Regions from separate parts of the Mus musculus genome. Here region 2 is linked to region 1. The links are chromatin contacts, called in public HiChIP or PLAC-seq maps. All regions are on one chromosome and are shown on one strand. Each heading gives the region's core, a stretch centred on a gene start, on an enhancer-like site or on the middle of the called end of the contact. The rest is flanking DNA. Distances are from core to core; before and after follow the strand shown.

The links. HiChIP or PLAC-seq counts read pairs in DNA pulled down with a chosen protein or histone mark.
Region 2: a contact with region 1 is called in an H3K27ac HiChIP or PLAC-seq map of microglia, with 4 times the contacts expected there. The contact joins two enhancer-like sites. A contact is called at or near these places in 3 of 39 promoter capture datasets (the HPC-7 cell line, embryonic stem cells and pre-B cells), 3 of 484 Hi-C or Micro-C datasets (forebrain, muscle stem cells and uterus), 7 of 115 datasets of contacts at active chromatin or transcription factors (the HPC-7 cell line, effector CD8 T cells, embryonic stem cells and 2 more) and 4 of 9 other capture datasets (adipose tissue, embryonic stem cells, liver and 1 more).

Annotation. Positions count from the first base shown.
Region 1 is chr17:87,294,999-87,298,549 of GRCm38.p6, reverse strand. All of the region lies in intron 3 of Ttc7 (tetratricopeptide repeat domain 7), which reads right to left. Among named protein-coding and RNA genes, the nearest start is that of Gm52284, 10 kb to the left of the region's middle. Within about 2 kb of position 1,664, at least 9 of the 459 cell types and tissues checked have an H3K27ac peak or open chromatin away from gene starts, as enhancers often do. A contact at or near this core is called in microglia, where this site is marked.
Region 2 is chr17:87,377,604-87,380,778 of GRCm38.p6, reverse strand. It overlaps Ttc7 (tetratricopeptide repeat domain 7), which reads right to left. Exons shown (of 20, transcript NM_028639.3): 20 at 1-930. The coding sequence ends at 709. Among named protein-coding and RNA genes, the nearest start is that of Stpg4, 49 kb to the left of the region's middle. Within about 2 kb of position 1,633, at least 64 of the 459 cell types and tissues checked have an H3K27ac peak or open chromatin away from gene starts, as enhancers often do. A contact at or near this core is called in microglia, where this site is marked.

The DNA.
Region 1 (3,551 bases), core at 415-2,914:
GGGACAGCTTGCCCCTCCCCCACATGGCCATCACCCACTTCCCTGGGCTCTCACCTTGCTTGTAGCTACCAATGGTCCATTCCAGGTTCAGATCACCTTCCTAGCTCACTGGGAAAGGCTCTACAGTCAGGCAGCCCCTCTCCCATGGTGGCTCCCACCGGTACCTCTTGAACAAAGGGGATGAGCCCAAAGCTAGAGTCAGAGAAGGCTGGTCTCATATGGTGACTATGCTGTTCCGAATGTGACCTGAGAGAGCCATGGCAGCCTGGCCTCAGAGCTTTACCCTCTATTCCTTTGACCTACTGTGGTACCAGCACCCTGATCTCCCTCTGAGGAGACCAGAAGATCAAACAAGGGAATCTCGGCCCTGCCCAAGCCAACAGTCTAGCTGTGGTTCATCATAATGGGCATCACCAGGTCAGAGGGATGAAGACTTTCCATAGACGCTTTCTCCCGCTGAGGTAGTAAGGGAAACCTGAAGATGTCCCTACATCCAGTTATGCTCAGTTCCATTCAACATTCACACTAGACCATAGGACACCTGAAGTGTTTCACTCACACTAGACCACAGGACACCTGAGGTGTTTCACTCACACTAGACCATAGGATGTCTGGGGTGTTCTGCTCACACTAGACCATAGGACACCTGAGGTGTTTCACTCACACTAGACCACAGGACACCTGAGGTGTTTCACTCACACTAGACCACAGGACACCTGAGGTGTTTCACTCACACTAGACCATAGGACACCTGAGGTGTTTCACTCACACTAGACCATAGGATGTCTGGGGTGTTCTGCTCACACTAGACCATAGGACACCTGAAGTGTTTCACTCACACTAGACCATAGGACACCTAGGTGTTTCACTCACACTAGACCACAGGACACCTGAGGTGTTTCACTCACACTAGACCACAGGACACCTGAGGTGTTTCACTCACACTAGACCATAGGACACCTGAGGTGTTTCACTCACACTAGACCATAGGATGTCTGGGGTGTTCTGCTCACACTAGACCATAGGACACCTGAAGTGTTTCACTCACACTAGACCATAGGACACCTAGGTGTTTCACTCACACTAGACCACAGGACACCTGAGGTGTTTCACTCACACTAGACCACAGGACACCTGAGGTGTTTCACTCATACTAGACCATAGGACACCTGAGGTGTTTCACTCACACTAGACCACAGGACACCTGAAGTGTTTCACTCACACTAGACCATAGGACACCTAGGTGTTTCACTCACACTAGACCACAGGACACCTGAAGTGTTTCACTCACACTAGACCATATGACACCTGAGGTGTGCCGCTCACACTAGACCACAGGACACCTGAGGTGTTTCACTCACACTAGACCATAGGATGTCTGGGGTGTTCTGCTCACACTAGACCATAGGACACCTGAGGTGTTTCACTCACACTAGACCATAGGACACCTGAGGTGTTTCACTCACACTAGACCACAGGACACCTGAGGTGTTTCACTCACACTAGACCACAGGACACCTGAAGTGTTTCACTCACACTAGACCATATGACACCTGAGGTGTGCCGCTCACACTAGAAGGGGAGCTGTCCAGCAACAGCAGCAGCCCATTCTTCACAAACTAAAGGCTGAGAGCCAGGACAGAGTCTCCCATGAAACAGGCCTGGGGTCAGCCAAGTGGCCAAAACACCATGGCCATGCAGAGTTCATGGCTCTAAGCTACAGACCTTCCTGCTTTGTGGGTTTCTATTTTCTGCTTTTTAGAGACAGCAGACTTCAAAGACTGGACAGGAAGGAATGGCACCAGGCAGCACCTACCCCCAGTTCTGGCAACTTCTAGAATGTTGCTTCCCTGGAGCCTTAACCACACAAGGCAGGCTCTGCTCACTTGCCCACTGGTCACACAAGGGGACTGACCTAGCTGTTCACCTGTGGCATCCCTAACAGGGTGCCTGCTCAATCAACTGCTGAGAAATCATATTTCTTAGTGGAATGTGGGTCAGAGACTTTAACAAACACTAGAGGCCAGACCCCAGGAGGAAGGAGCCCACTGAGCAGACAGAATAGGGTGAACACACCACATAGGCTCCGAGTGAGCTTGGTGGAGGAGAGGTGCTATACTCTGAATAGCTCAGGGAGACTCTTATACAGGGATCACTTAGCCTGCTCAAATGCGATGTTGGGGTTCATGCTTAAAGTCAGAAAGAAGGATAGGACTAGCTAGGACGGTGACTCAAGGAAAAGCAAGGAACAGAATCCCAGAAATGTCTTTTCATGAAGGCATTTTCTTCTACTTTAGTGGAGCAAATGTATTTCTCCATTGTTTTGGGTTTCTTTCTACATCTATTCATTTCTGTGCACACAGCATAAAAGTCAGAGGACACCTGTCAGAGGTTAGTTCTCGCCTCTCACCACGTGAGTGCCAAGGACTAACTCAGGTCACCAGGTATGGTGGCCTGCATAAGAACAGCTCCCATAGGCTCATACATTTAAATTCCCAGTCGCCAGTGAGTGAAACTTTTATAGGATTGGAAGGATTAGGGGTGTGGCCTTGTCAGAGGAAGTGTGTCACTGGGAGTAGGCTTTGAGGTTTCAAAGTCCATGAGGGGCCCAGTCTCTCTCTGCATGCAGATAAATGTGTAGCTCTTAGCTACTTCTCCAGCACCACACCCGCCTGCTGCCACGTTGACCGTGGACTAAGCCTCTGAAACTGTAAGCCAGCCCCAGTTAAACGCTTTCTTTTGTAAGAATTGCCTTGGCCGTGGTGTTTCCTCACAGAAATAGAACAGTGACTAAGACATCTTGCTTGACTGCAAGAGCCCTTACCCACTGGAATGCCATCACACGAGAGAGCCATTTTGCCAGTCCTCTGCTGCTTCTGAATGAAGCTGACAGAGAATACCTCTTTTTGCCCTTAGAGCAGTTGGACGGTCAAGTATTCCCTGACATGGTGTAGAGACATACATGTGTCAAATGCTGCTCTTTGGACAACAGAAACCCAAACTACTACAACTAAGGTCCCTGTCTCAAGGTTCCCAATGAGGTTTAAAGTCAGCACCTCTGACACTCTGGGAACAGAGCTCTAGTCAGATAATGAGTGTACCTTCTGTCCTTCTAGGATGCCCTGAGGGCCACAGCCAAGTCCCTCTGCTCTAAAGGGGAAGCTATGATTGGGCATGCCTTTTGTGTCTTTGAGGATGGGAATGGAGGGACCAGAAGCCAGTCCTGAACCCCAGAAAAAGAACAGCAGCTCACATGTGGCCCCCCTCAAGTCTCCCAGGCTAGCTGGCTCAGGCCCAGCTCTAACCCAGAAGCTCTGTCCTCTCCACCTTAGCAAAGGCTAGCACCAAGTGAACCCCACACTTGAAAAGGGGGGGAGGGCTCAGTGGTTAAAGGGCTTGCCATACAACCATACAGACCACAGTTGGGATCTCCAGAACCCACATAAGTGCTGGGTGGGAATGGTGGCCTGCTGTACTCTCAGTCTCGGAAAGCAGAGACAGCGTCCTCAGGGCAAACTCTGTGTTTGAGAGACCCTGCCTCGGTGAGAATG
Region 2 (3,175 bases), core at 384-2,883, 82 kb before region 1:
GACGGTGTTTAGAGGCCTGGCCGACATGAGTCCAAAAGGCACTTGGTGGTACAGAGAAATCACATGTAGCCTCTAGGCAACCTCCCCATAAAGGAAACACCAGGCATCAACAGGGCCAATTCAGGCTGACAAGAGCCCAGGAGCCCACTGTCCCTCTTTGTATCTGGGACCTCAAGCTGTGGCTGTCCTGGGCAAGGCTTCAAGCTTTGCACTGCCCTGAGATCGGATGGGGAAATGTATCCGGGGCTCTCCGGCACGTCTGCTCACAGCTCTGTGAAGTCGCTGAGATTCAAGCCAGTTTGTCTCCCAAGGCACTCATCTCTGTGGTACACAAACTCAAGATTGGTTCATCCCAAACCAGGAAACCCGGGGTGGTGGGGGAAGCCAAGGAAGGGGCTTGGCTCCCAGACACACCTTTTATCTAAGAGGTGCCCAGCAACCGGCAGTCTCTGGGGGAGGCGAGGCGTTTGCCTTGGATGCAAATCTTGTCCCCCCAGCTTCAGTCAGGAGCTTAGGCCCAGCTGGGCCTGCAGGGTGTGGAGTGTGGGAGGAGAAGTGGCATGGAAGCCAGTGGAAGTGCTCACTTGTCATCTATTCCCTGAGGCCCCACATCTGGACACACGCCCTTCCCTGCCCCCTGCCTGTGTCTGCTGCCCCCGCCCCGCCCCTGGCAGGCAGTATATGGCTGCCAGCTGCAGCTGCAGAGGCTCACAGCTCTCTGGCAATGATGGAGAAGGGCAGCACAGGGCTGCTGGCCTCCAGCTCCAGGGCTGTGAGGAAGCAGTCCACGGCCGCTTCGTTCTGGCCTTGGTCCTGCAGCACCTCCCCCAGGCCCTGCCACGCTTCGTGGAAGGTGCTCTGTCTCTCCACAGCATCCCGCAGCACCTTCTGGGCCAGGCTCTTGTGGCCCAGCTGACTCAGCATCAGACCCTAGAAAGGAAGCAGAGGACGAGGTTAACCAGGCCTGGGCCTCCAGAGCCGGTGGGGAGAGCTTAGCAACCAGGGCGAGCCAGAGAGGCCCTCAGGTCTGGCTGGGCCACAGACAAATGACTGTGCCCTTTACTTATGCAAAACCCATCCGACCCTGCCCAAGCCCTGTTTTAACCTGTAGTAGCTATGTTCCTCTTGTCTTCAAAAGATGGGCCTTTAAGCCTAGACCTGATTTTGAGTGGCCCCGTGTGGGGAATTCTGAGCCCTCCAACTCACTCTTCAACAAATGGAAAAATAAAAATAAAATAATGCATTTTATCAGGGCCTGGGCATCTAAGCCGGGTGGCAGGAATGAGTCAGTGGACGAAAAGCTGTCTAAGACTGGAGCATGCTCAGTAGTGCCCAGGCCACGCTGCCCCTCACCCCAAGGGGGCACCCACAGCAGGAAGGTTATCTAGTTTTGTGACAAAGAGGGGGTGCTTGTCTGCCTGCCTCAGCAGCCCATCTTCCCCCGGGGACTGCTGGGTCCCGAGACCAAGCAGCCAGCAGACTCTACGCTCACAGGTGCCAGGGCGGGCGGGCGCTGGAGGGAGTGGATCAGGGCACAGAGCAGTTGCTGAGAGAATGAGAGAAAAGGGACTCAGCTATCCAAGGCCCCTTCGGTCAAGAGCAGGAAGTATGGCTTTGCAGTTTTAGCTCAAAGGACCACTGCAAAGAACTGAAGAGAGTAAGCTAGAGGAAGTGCCAGGAATTGTCACAAAGCGGGTGGGAAGTGAAACCGGCAGTCTTGAACATCCCCCATCCTCCCAGGGACAAGGACAAGGGACAGGGTGTGGGCACGGGGAAGGCTCCAGGTCCCAGAAAGGCTACTCTGTACCATTCTACTGACCTGCCACTGTGAAGGTATCCCAGGATGCTGAGAAGTGAGCACTTCTCTTGTTCCAAAGAGTGGAGGTATAAATCTTCAACCCTGATCTCCTGGGGAGGCAGGGGACCAGAGTGGGGGCAGGGAGCTGTCTTTGTGCCTGAAGCCCCCTCTCTGCAGCCCGCCCACTGGCGGCCATGCACATTTTTAGCTGGATTATTCTCCTCCTCCTCCCCAAGCTCCCTAGAGTTAGGCCCTTGGTTGCTATGGAGACGCACCAGGAAAGATGTACATGGCTGACTTCATAAATCCTAAGAGAGCTTGGAACATGACCAATTAGGCAGCAGAGAGGGTGCTGAGGAGGACTGGGGAAAGCTCTGTCTCCAGAGGCGCTGGCTGGAGGTCCTGGGGCCACAACCGACTCGTCGAGTGGCACCCTCCTATGACCCTAAGCATAGACACACCCAAGGACCCAGGAGTTCGGTAGCCTCAGCTGAGGCTGGAGAACAGCAGGTGGGGGCAGGGAGTAGCGGCACACAGGGCTGACCAGATGCACACAGCAGTGCTGACTCAGGGTTACCAGAACCAGCGGCAGGCAGCGTCTGTCCGGCCAGTAGTGCCCAGGCCACGCAGTTCTGCCCACATGGCCAGGGCAGGACCTTAAGTAGCTCACTCACAATGGAACAGGGCCTACAGGCTGGAAGGAAGGAAGGTTCTAGCCGATGGCTATCAGACACCAAAATGAAGTACCAAAAACCAAGCGCTCTGAAGCCTCTCAATGCTACCCACAGGGAGTGCTTGAGGATAGAGGTGGCCAGCGGGGCCTGTCAGAGGGGTGGGTGTGGGGTGTGGGGTGTGGGGTGGTGGTGGGGCGGGTCTACTTGCTTCTCTTCTCTGCGCTTTCTTTCTGGAGCTGCCTTCCACAGGAAACTTTATTGGTAAGAAGAGTCCACCCCCCTCACCTCCCAATCTCTAGCTGGGTCTAGTGGTGCAAACCCATCGTCCCAGCCACTTGGGAGGCTGAGGCAGGAGAATAACAAGTTGAAGACCTGACCAGGCAAGAGAGTTCTAGGCTAGCCTGGGGAACTTAGCGGAAACCAAATGGAAATAAACAGAGAGCAGGGAAGGAGCTCTGTGGTACGCTGCGCTGCCACCGCTTGCCTAACTTGCCTAACAAGTAGGGAGGCTGGCAGAGAGAAGGTGTGGGTGTTTGGGAAGGAGCCAGATGTGTCTGCAGGCTGAACGTGCGCCTCAGTAGAGAACAAAGGCCAGGGCTTAGCAGCCAGAAGGCCAGCTCTGCCACTGACATGCACTGTGACCTCAGCAAACTGACATGGGTCTCTGTAAACTGGGGGGAGAGGGAGGGGGAGGGGGAGGGTC